Linked DNA regions of Mus musculus: region 2 is linked to region 1. The links are chromatin contacts, called in public Hi-C maps. All regions are on one chromosome and are shown on one strand. Each heading gives the region's core, a stretch centred on a gene start, on an enhancer-like site or on the middle of the called end of the contact. The rest is flanking DNA. Distances are from core to core; before and after follow the strand shown.

The links. A called contact is a pair of places that touch in the nucleus more often than the background predicts.
Region 2: a contact with region 1 is called in a Hi-C map of cortical neurons, with 2.5 times the contacts expected there. The contact joins two enhancer-like sites. A contact is called at or near these places in 4 of 484 Hi-C or Micro-C datasets (adipose-derived mesenchymal stem cells, cortical neurons and palatal mesenchyme) and 1 of 115 datasets of contacts at active chromatin or transcription factors (the HPC-7 cell line).

What each region holds. Positions count from the first base shown.
Region 1 is chr10:69,762,899-69,769,027 of GRCm38.p6, forward strand. All of the region lies in intron 1 of Ank3 (ankyrin 3, epithelial), which reads left to right. Among named protein-coding and RNA genes, the nearest start is that of Gm33416, 100 kb to the right of the region's middle. Within about 2 kb of position 1,828, at least 11 of the 459 cell types and tissues checked have an H3K27ac peak or open chromatin away from gene starts, as enhancers often do. A contact at or near this core is called in cortical neurons, where this site is marked.
Region 2 is chr10:69,841,692-69,847,737 of GRCm38.p6, forward strand. The region is part of intron 7 of Ank3 (ankyrin 3, epithelial); the gene reads left to right. Among named protein-coding and RNA genes, the nearest start is that of Gm33416, 22 kb to the right of the region's middle. Within about 2 kb of position 4,225, at least 40 of the 459 cell types and tissues checked have an H3K27ac peak or open chromatin away from gene starts, as enhancers often do. A contact at or near this core is called in cortical neurons, where this site is marked.

The DNA.
Region 1 (6,129 bases), core at 578-3,077:
TCTGTGTCTGTGTCTGTGTCTGTGTGTCTGTGTGTGTCTGTGTGTGTGCCTGTGTGTGTATACACACCATGCACACACATTATATATACATATATATATAATGAAGCTGTTGCGAAGTACCCAAGCCTACCCCTTCCTTTAATACCTCCTACCAACTTTGAACAAACGAGGAAACTTACCAGTAAACACTGAAACTCACTGCTTCCCACTCGGTGATTCTAGGCTGAGCTCCTTGGAATCTTCACATCCACTGAGGTGGGGCTGGGAGATGAGATGGCTAAGATGGAAAAGCGTAACCATAGTAACAAATGCTTTCTGGAGGATGAGGGGAGGGCAATGTTGTAGTGTAGCTTGTGTGCCCTGAGTATGGACCATTTTGAGCAGGGGATGTCTATTTTCCAGAACCACACTTTCAAATTAAATAAACAGTAAAAAGCATTCGGTGTGGCTGAGCTGTAGACACGTGAAACCCGTTTATAAAAGCTCTGTTAGTTGAACAAACGTTTGGCAATTACTGCACAGCGTATCTGAGATGTCAAATGAAGTGCATGAGGCACAAATACTAACCAGAATTGTTTGAATTCCTGTCATCTGTTCTTTCTTTTTACCATATTATTCTTCATTACTAATTTCTCCCCAGTGAAAAGCCTATGAGGGCTTAGCAGGAAGAATTTTTAAAAAGCATAATTAAGGTGTGCGTTTGTGTGTGAGTGTGTGTGTGTGTGTGTCTGTGTATGTGAGTGTGTGTGTGTGAGTGTGTGTGTGTGTGTGTGTGTGTGTGTGTGTGTGTGTATGTGTGCTCTCTATGGGCAGCTGACAGAAACAGAGAGGGTACCATCAGTATCCTCAGCCCCAGACAACATGATGTGTGTATGATTGATGCTTTTCTAGAAAAGAAAATGCACTTTAAAATCACTATGGAAATTTGGGGACATCAAGTACCTATGCTTGTATCCCATTGAAGAGCTTGATCAGAATTTGAAAGTTTCAAGGAGCTTATTAAAACCCATCAAGCTAGGGATACAAATGCAGCTGAGTAGGTAGAACACTTATTGCCCATGCTCAAAGCCCTGGGTTCAGTGTTCTGCATTGTATAGACTTGTATGGTGGCATCTACATGCATTCTTAGCACCCTGAGAGGGAGGCAAGGGGATTGGATATTCAGGGCCAGCCTGGGCTACATGTGCACTCTATTACAAAAGAAAACAATGTATAAAGTTGTATGTATATCCTAGAAGGAGAATTACACTCACGTTCTCCCTGCCTGGAGGTGGTTTAATGTGTAACTAACTCTGTTATAGCATATTCTGTTCCCCAGTGATCCTCCTAGCCAGTCTTCCCCATCACACCCCAGTTGGCTGTATCTCTGATTCCATCTTAAGGTTTGACTCTTTGAATGGTCAACATTAAGTCAGTCTTAGAAACCCCAGAGGTGGCAGGTCCTGAGTGTCCGTCACAGGCTGGTCACTACAGACAGTTGTCAAGCTATTACCATGCCTTTGTTCCTTAGGGCTTGGGCCTCGGAGCCTGGTGCTAGCACATGTGTTTATTTTGGCCCTCCCCTCATGTCTGTCTTTGTTCCATTTGCTCTTTCTTCAGTAGCTATTGCCAAGCAAATGTGTAGTAACACTGACAGTTGCCTCGCTGAAGCAGCCCCTGCTCTCCCTCCCTTCCATGTGTCCCAAAACTGGGCCAATCATGAGGCAACATCAAAGGGTTACAACTAACAGAAATCAAGAAATATTGAAAAGGAAAACTATGTGTTTGGTGCTGACATGAGACCCAGGGAGACAGCACCCCAGAGCTCAGCCCTGGCCAAGTTCGTGCTGCACTGGGTGAGTGTGAACTTGAACGTCTGCTTCCATTTTTCTCTGTCTATTGGAGTCAGATATTTTGCATATAGATAAGCTGCATATGTTTCCATCAGGAAATATCGTTCTGAATAGAACCCGGAATGGCTTCTTTATATCCTTCTCAATTTAAAAACAGAACATTAAGGAAATGTGCTCATTTGTGTGTGTGTGTGCTGGTAATGGGGAAATTGTCTTAATTGGTTTTAATCAGGAAGAGAATGGTAACTGACTGAGGTCCCTGGATGCTGAGATCAGCGCAATGCAAAGCAACCTTAGAGTGGAACAAAAAAAATAAGAAAGAAAGAAAGAAAGAAAGAAAGAAAGAAAGAAAGAAAGAAAGAAAGAAAGAAAGGAAGGAAGGAAGGAAGGAAGGAAGGAAGGAAGAAAGAAAGAAAGAAAGAAAGAAAGAAAGAAAGAAAGAAAGAAAGGAAGGAAGGGAAAGAAAAGAAAGAAGGAAGGAAGGAAGGAAGGAAGGAAAGAAAGAAAGAAAGAAAGAAAGAAAGAAAGAAAGAAAGAAAGAAAGAAAGAAAGAAGGTGTTGTGAGTCTCTGAAGACTTACTTAGAGGGGAGACAGGTGGATCCTTAGGAATGAGTTGTTGGCAGCCAATGCAAGGTACTCTTCTTGATGACCTCTGACCTCTATGTGCAGGGGCGCACACATACACACACACATACATGAGTATCTCCCCCTAGCACGCACATACACAGAAGATATTAAGTCTGATTAAATAAAAACAAAGCAGTGGCCCTACCTTCTGGAAACGGATATAAAAACTGGATTTTGAGCTTTCGATGGTTTCTCTGAATTGGTCCATGACGCCCGATATCCCTTCATGAATGAAGCGAGGTCCTCAGTCCTAACCGAATGGTCCTTGGTGTACATTGTGTCTTAGTTTGAAATAATGAGTTCTTTATAGTTTTAAATCTGGGCAAAATGAGCTTGGTTTGTTGCCAGGGTTTAGCCGTAGGAGAGAGGCTAATGTGTCGTTTGGGGGCAAGGCTGACCTGTTCGGTTTGCGGTGAGGAAGGATAGGTACACAGTGGATGCTGAGCTGCTTGTAATGTTGGTGAGTGGCTGGCCTGTTAGCTACCAAAGCCCTGATTCGGTCTTTGTATTGTGATCGAATGTGGTCTAATTTGGTAGGTTTTTCTTCCTCATTATTTTCTTCTTGACTTAGAAATGTTGTAAAACAATGTAAATGAGGAAAATACCTAATAAAAAAATTTTTTTAAATGTTGTAAAACTAGTAGATCTCATCAGGAAAAATTTAAAAATAAATAAAACATGGTCTGGGGCTGGGGAGAGGGTTCATTGACCCAGATGGTTGATGTACAAGCATGATGGCTGAGTATGAATTCCCCCCACCACACACACATACACACACACACACACACACACACACATATACACACACACACATACACACACACACAATACACACATACACACACACATACACACACACACATACACACACAATACACACACACACATATACACACACACATACACACACACACCACACATACACACACACACACACACACACACACACACATACACACACACACACACACACACACACACACACACACACACACATCTATATGCAGGGCATTTTGTTGCATGGCTGTAATTTTAGATCTGTGGTGGTAGGAGCAGGCAGATTCTAGAGGCTTGCTGGCCAGTTAATCTTGCAAAATCAGTAAACTCTGGCTTCCATGAGAGAAAGTGGCTCAAAAAATAAAATGGAGAGTGATAGAGGAACCTCTGGCCTACACACGCAAGCAGATAATGCACAAGTGCACACAGTGTGCACACACACTGTGCACACACAGGTACATAAGCGCACATGCAGGAGCAGCCAATCTGAGAGAAAGAGAAGCAGATTTCCATTTGCTGTACTGCCTAATCTTTTGCTTTCTATGCATAATACTTGGACATACAGTTTATAAAATAATTATAAATACAAATATGTAGTAAGTTAATAAACATATTGTAGTTTATAAAATAATTATAAATATATATAGTATGTTAATAATATATATCAACAATAAATATCTAATATAGTAATTCATTACTATATTATATTGCTATAACATTGTATTGCAATATTAATTTATATTTATATATATATTATATAATTATAAAATTAATTCTGGATCCTTTCTTTCACTTAACATTGCATATAAGCATTTTGTGAGACCATTTAATGTTATTTATAAATATTGACATAATGCCTGCAGGGAATTGTACCTTGAGGCAGACTTATTTTATCCTCTGTTCTGCTAGCATTGTCTCCAATTGTTTCATCATCTCTGATTTATCATCTAAAATTAATATCACTGTAGAAAAGATAAGGGGCCGGAGAGGACCTTATGTGAAAGGGGCCCATGTAAAAGCCCACAACTGCCTGTAACTCCAGTTCCAGGGGATCTGATACCTTCTTCTGGCCTAGACAAGCACTGCAGGCACACAGTGTACAAATACACACTCAGGCACACCCATGCTCAACCACACAAAATGATTTCATGAACCTCCATAATTCTATAGACTTGATAGTCAGTACAGTGAAGCCTTTATTTCTGGTCATATTAGCTTAGCTTACACTTTTTCAGTTTCTTTTCAGGACAGTCACCACGAATAGGCTCTAGATCCTTGTGTCTTGAGGTAGCTCAACCTTAAATTTGAATATATAGAACAAGGCATATTTGGAGATGATTTTCAGTCCTTTTAGGAAGGATTCCTTCACAGGAAAGATTCAGTGAAGAGTTTGATCAGTGGTTGGGCTGTTTGGTTCTGTCAACTTGAAGAGTTTGGTTGGTGATTGGACTGTTCAGTTCTGTCAACTTGATACTATGAAGAATCACCTGGGAAGAGAGAGTCTCAATGACGGATTATCTAAATCAGATTGGCCTGTGAGAATGTTTGTGTGAAGCTAACTTGATTACTTTAACTGACATGGGAAAATCTGCCTACTGTGGGCGATACCATTCCCTAAGCTTGGGGCATGTGTGTGTGCATTCTGTCTCTGCTCTTGATGATGTGACTAGTTACTTCAAGTTACTGCTGCCTTGACTTCTCCACAAAGTTTGTGACCTGGCATTGTGAGCGGAATAAACCTTTTTGTCCTATAAGTTGCTTTTATTGGGATATTTTGTTACAGCAACCAGAAACAAACCTGGGAGAGAATCAACCCACGTTTGCAAACACACCTTTCTGAAAAGCAGAGTCTATGGTAGTAACTTGCCAACCTGGCTAAGACTTCAGAGTACCTGGAAAATGCCTTAAAATATGTCAATGTGATGGTGAACAAGCGTGATCCTTGCACTGAGAAGGCTGGGATCACGAGTCCCAGGTTGATTCCTGTTCATGTAGAGACTCTAAAGCCAACCCAGGCGACATAATAAGACCCTGTCTCAAAAGTAATAACCAGGCATGGTGGTTCATACCCATCATTCCCACAGTTGGGATGCTGAGGCAGTAGGATCTGCATGTGTTTGTGGCCAGCATCAGGTTACTTAGTGAGTTGGAGGCTAGCCTGGGCTGCTGTGTAACACTTAGAGGCTAGCCTGGGCTATAGTGTGACACCTTTACCAGGCCGAGTCAGTCAGAATCCTCAAGGGCTGCTCCTGGAAAGCTGGTAGGTTTTCAACCTGTCTGGTTGATTCCTGTGATCCTTCGGTTGGGGAACTGGAGAGCCAAGAACGTCTCTTAGCTTTTATCCTGTGAGGCTGAGAGGGTGTGGAGGGGCTGGCGGACTCTTATTGACTCAAGCTACACAACACTTGAACTTTTCTTGGGGTTCAACAATCCCCACAACACTGTCCCATGAGCCCATCCTCATCATGTTACAGATCATCAAAAGAGATAATGGGGGACTTTGGATCTAGAAAGTGATGTCATTGTTACGGGCTATTTTGCTTTGGTATAAGGAAAGGAAGGATTAATAGAGTGTGGGAGATGAGCCTGTACAGAAGGACAGAAAGCTTGCCTAAGGCAGCATTTAGCAACATCATCTCGTTCTAAATTTACACACTAATACGTATTGTATCTGTCTGCTTGGAAAAAGAAACAAAAGCCAAGCCTGCTGTCTTAACAAAGCAGAAAATTCTGTTTGCCTCCTCCTGTGATGTGGCCTGAGTACTGGCGGTTCTAGAACCTTCTGAAGCACAGGCATGGAAGTCAGAATACTTACAGTGGACGCCTCACTCCATCAGTACTACCATTGAATGGAGCTGCTCGCTCCTCCCCGCTGTCCTCCCCCACCACGAA
Region 2 (6,046 bases), core at 2,975-5,474, 81 kb after region 1:
TATTTTTAGAAAACATGAGGGTACATAAGATGTCTACAACCCTCCCATGAATGACAAGTGAGTTGTTGGCCCGACGTGTGTGTGTGTGTGTGTGTGTGTGTATGTGTGTGTGTGTGTGTGTGTGTGTAGCCCTTTTAAAAGGCGTATATGTGCAAATACAAATGTTGAGGGACTTCTCCTGCTCTTCTATGTCTTATATATTATATAGTCATGTCACTTACTTCCTAGGGAATGTGTCTCTCGGTGTCCTTTCTAATGTCCCCTCACCTTACATAGGATGCAACAGTCCTGTGACAGGAGAGCTCTGAGGCCTCCCTGGGACTCCCTGAGTTTGTGGTGTCATTCTCCTGTACACCACGAAACCCACAGTCATTCTGGTTGTTTCTACTTTATGTGGTGACCAATTTCTTATATTTCTCTTCATTCTTGTCGTCTCCAGAGGCCTCTCTGTTCTTCATGTAGGTCTCATTTTCTGCACAGTAGCCACATTCTTACTGTCTTGGGAATATCCGTATCTGTTTCCCTCTTTGAGGCCTGTTAGTAGTAAGTGGTCTCTTTTGCTTTCTGGAGATTCACAGTTTATTTTCATCTCCAGAAATCCGACTGTGTCCTGCATATGATTTGTTGGTTGGGTGTTCAGCTGGTGACCTGTCTGCCCCTAGAGTTTGTGTGGTGTTGTTTCTTATATTGCTTTGGGTCCATTCTTCACCCATTCCTTGCATCTGACTCTTATCTTCTGATGCCATTCCTGGTATTTCTCTCTCTTTATATCTTACTGTGAAAATTTTATTAACTGACATATCTTTTAACATCCCTGATTCTTTGCCTTGCTCTAAAGATGTTCTCTTATGAGACTAATCAAAATAATTTTTCATTTCTGAGAATATATATTTTTATTTATTCTATATATTATATAGTATATACTACATACTATATATATTCTATATAATATATTGCCCAGTTATAGTATATATGGTATATATTATATTATATTATATATTTTATATAGTATATATTTTCCACATCATATTAGTATATAGTGTATATATATTTAATATATATAAAATATATCATAATATATGTAGTATATATAATATGATATAGAAAATATATACTATATATAAAATATAACATAATACATACAGCATATAGATAATGTATATATAATAAATATGCTATAAAGTATTATATAACATACTATATATACTATATATATTACCAAGCATTTCATTAAGCTCTCTTGAGAACTCCTTCTCTTGGCTGAAATTCCACCAGTCTCTTTTAATTATTTGTTAAAGCTCTATACAAAGTATATCTGTTTTCATTTGCTCCCCTCCACCCCCTCCCATGTATCCTCTCCACTCAGGCTGGTTTCCTCTCTTCTCAGTTCTCACTTCTTCTTCTTTATTGTTCATGTGCCACAACCATTTCAATTTTCTGCATCCATTAAGGTCTCCTGCACCCCTTGAGGATCCCCTACCTGTATTGTGATCTCCATGTACATCCACATACACGCACACACTTTTAAACTTTGGCTCTGAGCACAGGAAAACATGAGGTATTTGTCTCTCTGAGTCTGTCTGTCTTTTGGTTAGCAGGTCAAATTCATTGTTGTGAAATTGTAATGATTTTATTTTTCTTTACTGCTGTGTAAAATTCCATTGTAGGCCTGCTACAGGGAGGTGGGAGAGAGAAACAGGAGAGGCCTCAGAAGTTCACAGGTAGCCTGTGAGCTCACACAGTGGGGGTTGTGGGGAGAACAAGGCAGAAAGGATAGGAACAACACATGGACATGCACACACACATATGTGCGCACACTCTGGAATCCACAAAGATGAACAAGCACATATGACACAGACAGGAAAATGTCATTGCATACAACCACTTCATTTTCTGTAGCTATGCATCTGTTGATGAGCACCTAGCAGACTCTACAACAAGGCTTTTGTGAATGCAATACCCGCAGGACACACAAGTGTCTTGTAGTGTGTTGACTTCAGTCCTCTGTTCTCAATCCCGACAGGTGCACCAGGACCATTTGGTAGTTCTAGTTTCCGGTTTTTAAGAAACCTCCAAACCAATTTCCGTAATTGGTAGGCAAGCTTACACTCGCTCCAGCTAGTATATAAGGGTTCCTCTTTCCTCACATCGCGCCAGCATGCCCTGCCATTCATTTAACAAAGATGGTCATTCTGAACGGGATAAGATAGAGTCTTAAAGCCGTTTGAGTTTTCCCTGCTAAGAATGTTGAACACTGAGCTGGAGAGATGACACAGAGGTTGAGTGTATGTGAGAGCCAGCATCTGGTCATCAGGGATGGACCCAACAGAGATTTCACATTACCCAGTCTTTAGATTCCTCCGATGGAGACTTTGCTAGACTCAAAAACACCCCACTTGCAGTCAGTCCTCTCACCTATCTCTCTGCCTCCCTCCCAACCTCTCTCTCTCTCTCTCTCTCTCTCTCTCTCTCTCTCTCTCTCTCTCTCTCTCCTCCAGCAGTCCAGCAGAATTCTCTCATGCTGTTGGCTGCCGCTGCTTGTCACTCTGAGCTAGACTCTGCCTGGATCGGGGGCACGGGTCCTCCGTGCTAGCCCAGGCTTTAGTAAGGAGTTTATCAGGCCTCGAGGCTTATACATTTGGGGGCCTTTCCACCACGGCATCCAAACCCTCCCTTCTATCTGCAGTTGTGGAACTGAAGGCTCTTCATGCCAGCCTGAATCCCAGCAAGCTCGTACCAACCGACACAATCCCAGTAGGAAACACAGGCTCTGAGAAACAAAGCTCTCAGTCTCTTGACATCATCCGCCTTTTTCGATGTGCTGCTGTCAGCTTCACAATAGAAACACAGTTCTGGCCCTGTTCGAGGGGAAGGCAGGAGACCTTCTCCTTACCTGAAGAATCAATATGCAAATACCCATCAATTCCTCCACAGGAGCACTTTCTGTCTTGATTTGCTCCCAGTTCTCAGAACTAGCTCTTATGGGAGGTAAGGATGACAAGGGACCCAGTGCCTGTCAGTATGAAGGTCATTTGACACTTGAGAAGCAGAGTCTTTAGATAGAGGTATTCTGATCCTAGAATACCAGTGTAAGAGGGTCTGCAGGTGGAGTTGTGATTCCAACCCTGCCACCAGCAAACGTTCTTAATTGGCAACAGTTCTATGTCTCATTTTAGCAGATGGAGTTATTTTTGAACCATCCATTGGATTGTTGCAAGGATAAAAACCGAGCCTTAGATCTGCAAGCTGTATTTGTATGTGCACACGTGCACATGTGCTCATTCATTGCATGTTCATGTATGTGTACATGCAATGTATATGCATACTGTGCATATCAAGGCCAGAGGTCAACCTCAAGTGCCATCCCACAGAAACTGTTCACCTTATTTGTTTGCGGCAGAGTCTCTCACTGAGACCTAGGAATAGCAAATAAGGCTAGTGTGATGGTTTGTTTATACATGCTTGGCCCAGGGAGTTGTACTATTAGGAGGTGTGGTCTTGTTGGAGTGGGTGTTGCCTTAGTTGGAGTAGGTGAGGTTATTGTGGGAGAGGGCTTAAAACCCTCATCCTAGCTGCCTTGAAGTCAGTCTTCCACTAGCAGTCTTCAGATGAAGATGTAGAACTCTCAGCTCTGCCTGCACCATGCCTGCCTGGATGCTGCCATGCTCCCACCTTGATGATAATGGACTGAACCTCTGGACCTGTAAGCCAGCTCCAATTAAATGCTGTCATTATAAGACTTGCCTTGATTATGGTGTCTGTGCACAGCAGTAAAACCCTAAGACAGCTAGCCCATCTGGCCAGCAAGCCCAGAGGTCTGTCTGCCTCTGCCTCCCCAGTGCCGGGATTATACATATGTGGCAGTGCCCCCAGCTTACATAGCAAACACTTTACCACCTGAGCTGTCTCCTCAGTTCCTTTTATAATACTTTCTAAGAGTTTTAGAAATATAGAGGCTTCCTCTATAGGAAGTCCAAGGCGTTAGGCTTCATGCCCCCATTGGCTATGTAACTCAGCTTTGTGGGAGAGAACAGACTACAGACGAAAGCAGAGGAAGAAGATACTGGAGGTCTTCACCCTGCCAATCAATCGGCCTGTGTGACAAGGGTTAATAAAGGCTTCAACCCTGGGAAATCCCTTTCCTTAAGGAACAATAATAGCAGGGAAGCAGTGGCCTTAGTCCTGGGCTCACTGAGCTCAGTTCAACTGCTTCCTGGGTTGTTCCCTAGCTCAGTGCTCCCCCTACTGGCTAAGAACTAGATTTGCTCACATAGTGCTGCTGGTTGGACTCAGACAGACAGATCAAACCTCAAGTCACCCCAGGGCATGCTAGCCTCCCACTGTTGTCAATCCCAGTAAAGCCCACCCTGAGCTTGTCACCCAGGGTTCCCAATCCGGTCCACCCAGCTGAAGTCTTCGGCCAGAAGCTGGCTGATCTAAAGCAGCACGTGACTGTCCACAGAATAGCCATTCTTGCTTGTGGATCTTGTGAGGCAGAGGTGAGCAGGTACCTCCCGGGGGGTGTGTGGCCTGCAAAGTACAAGATTCTGCCGTCTGACTCTGTGCATCGAATGTTTATCTGGGGACTGGGAATGTAGATCAGTAATAGATTGCTTGCCTGGCATGTACAATATCCTGGGATTATTGATATCACACACACACACACACACACACGCACACGCACACGCACACGCTCGCACACACACACACACAGGCATCAGTTTTACCCACTTATTTTCCTTTTTTGAAAATAGATTCTTTTTTATAAAATGTATTCTAATTATAGTTTTCCTTACCCCAGCTCCTCCCAGTTCCTCCCCACCTCCCCTACTACCTGGATCCACATTTTTTTTTCTTTTCTTTTCTTTTCTTTTCTTTTCTTTTCTTTTTTTTTTTTTTTTTTTTTTTTTTTGGTTTTTTGAGACAGGGTATAGCCCTGGCTGTCCTGAAACTCACTTTGTAGACCAGGGTGGCATTCTTTCTGTCTCTCCTTAAAAAAAAAAAACAGGAATCTGAAGAAGAAGAATAAAATAAGATAAACCAAAAAACAAACAAGTCAGATTAGGACAAAGCAAACAAACAGAAAATTTTGTTTAAAAGCCATAGAAATATCAGGAGGAATACACACAGATGCAGAGACATACATGTACACACACAGGGATCAGGAGCACATATAGATGCAGACACACACACATGTGCACACACAGGAATCAGGAGCACATATAGATGTAGACACACACACACATGTGCACACACAGGAACCAGGAACACATATAGACACACATACATGCACACATGCTTGCTGATCTATGAAAGGATCAAGTTTAGCTCTTGGTACCACACTGAGAGGTTCACAACCACTGTAACTCCAGCTCCAGGGATCCAATTCATCCTTCTGATCTCCAAGGGCATCTGTTTACACATGTGGCATAAGCACACAAAAGCACACATACATGTACACATAAAGATAGATAACATATATAGACAGATGACACAGAGATGATACATAGATACATAGAAACATAGATACATAGTTGATACATTGATAAATAGATAGATACATAGATACATACATAGATAGATACATAGATATATAGATATATACATTATACATAGATATATAGATAAAAGATAGACACATACATATATAGATAATAGATAGATAGATGATAGATAGATAGATACATAGTTGATACATAGATAGATGATTGATAGATATATAGATAGATGATACATACATAATACATAAATATATAGATGATACATAGATAGATGATAGATACATAGATAGATACATTGGTGATACATAGATAGATAGATAGATAGATAGATAGATAGATAGATGCATAGATACACAGATGATACATAGATAGATAGATGACGATGATAGAAAGATAGGTAGGAGACAAATAATAAAATAATTTTCAGTTCAAGCATTAACAATTTGCCAACAATATCGGGTCAAAGTTCATGTCAAACAGCACTCCGTGAAAATGCAGTCAGCCAGATAAATGTGGTGGAAATTTTTAGAGAGTAAACTATTGGA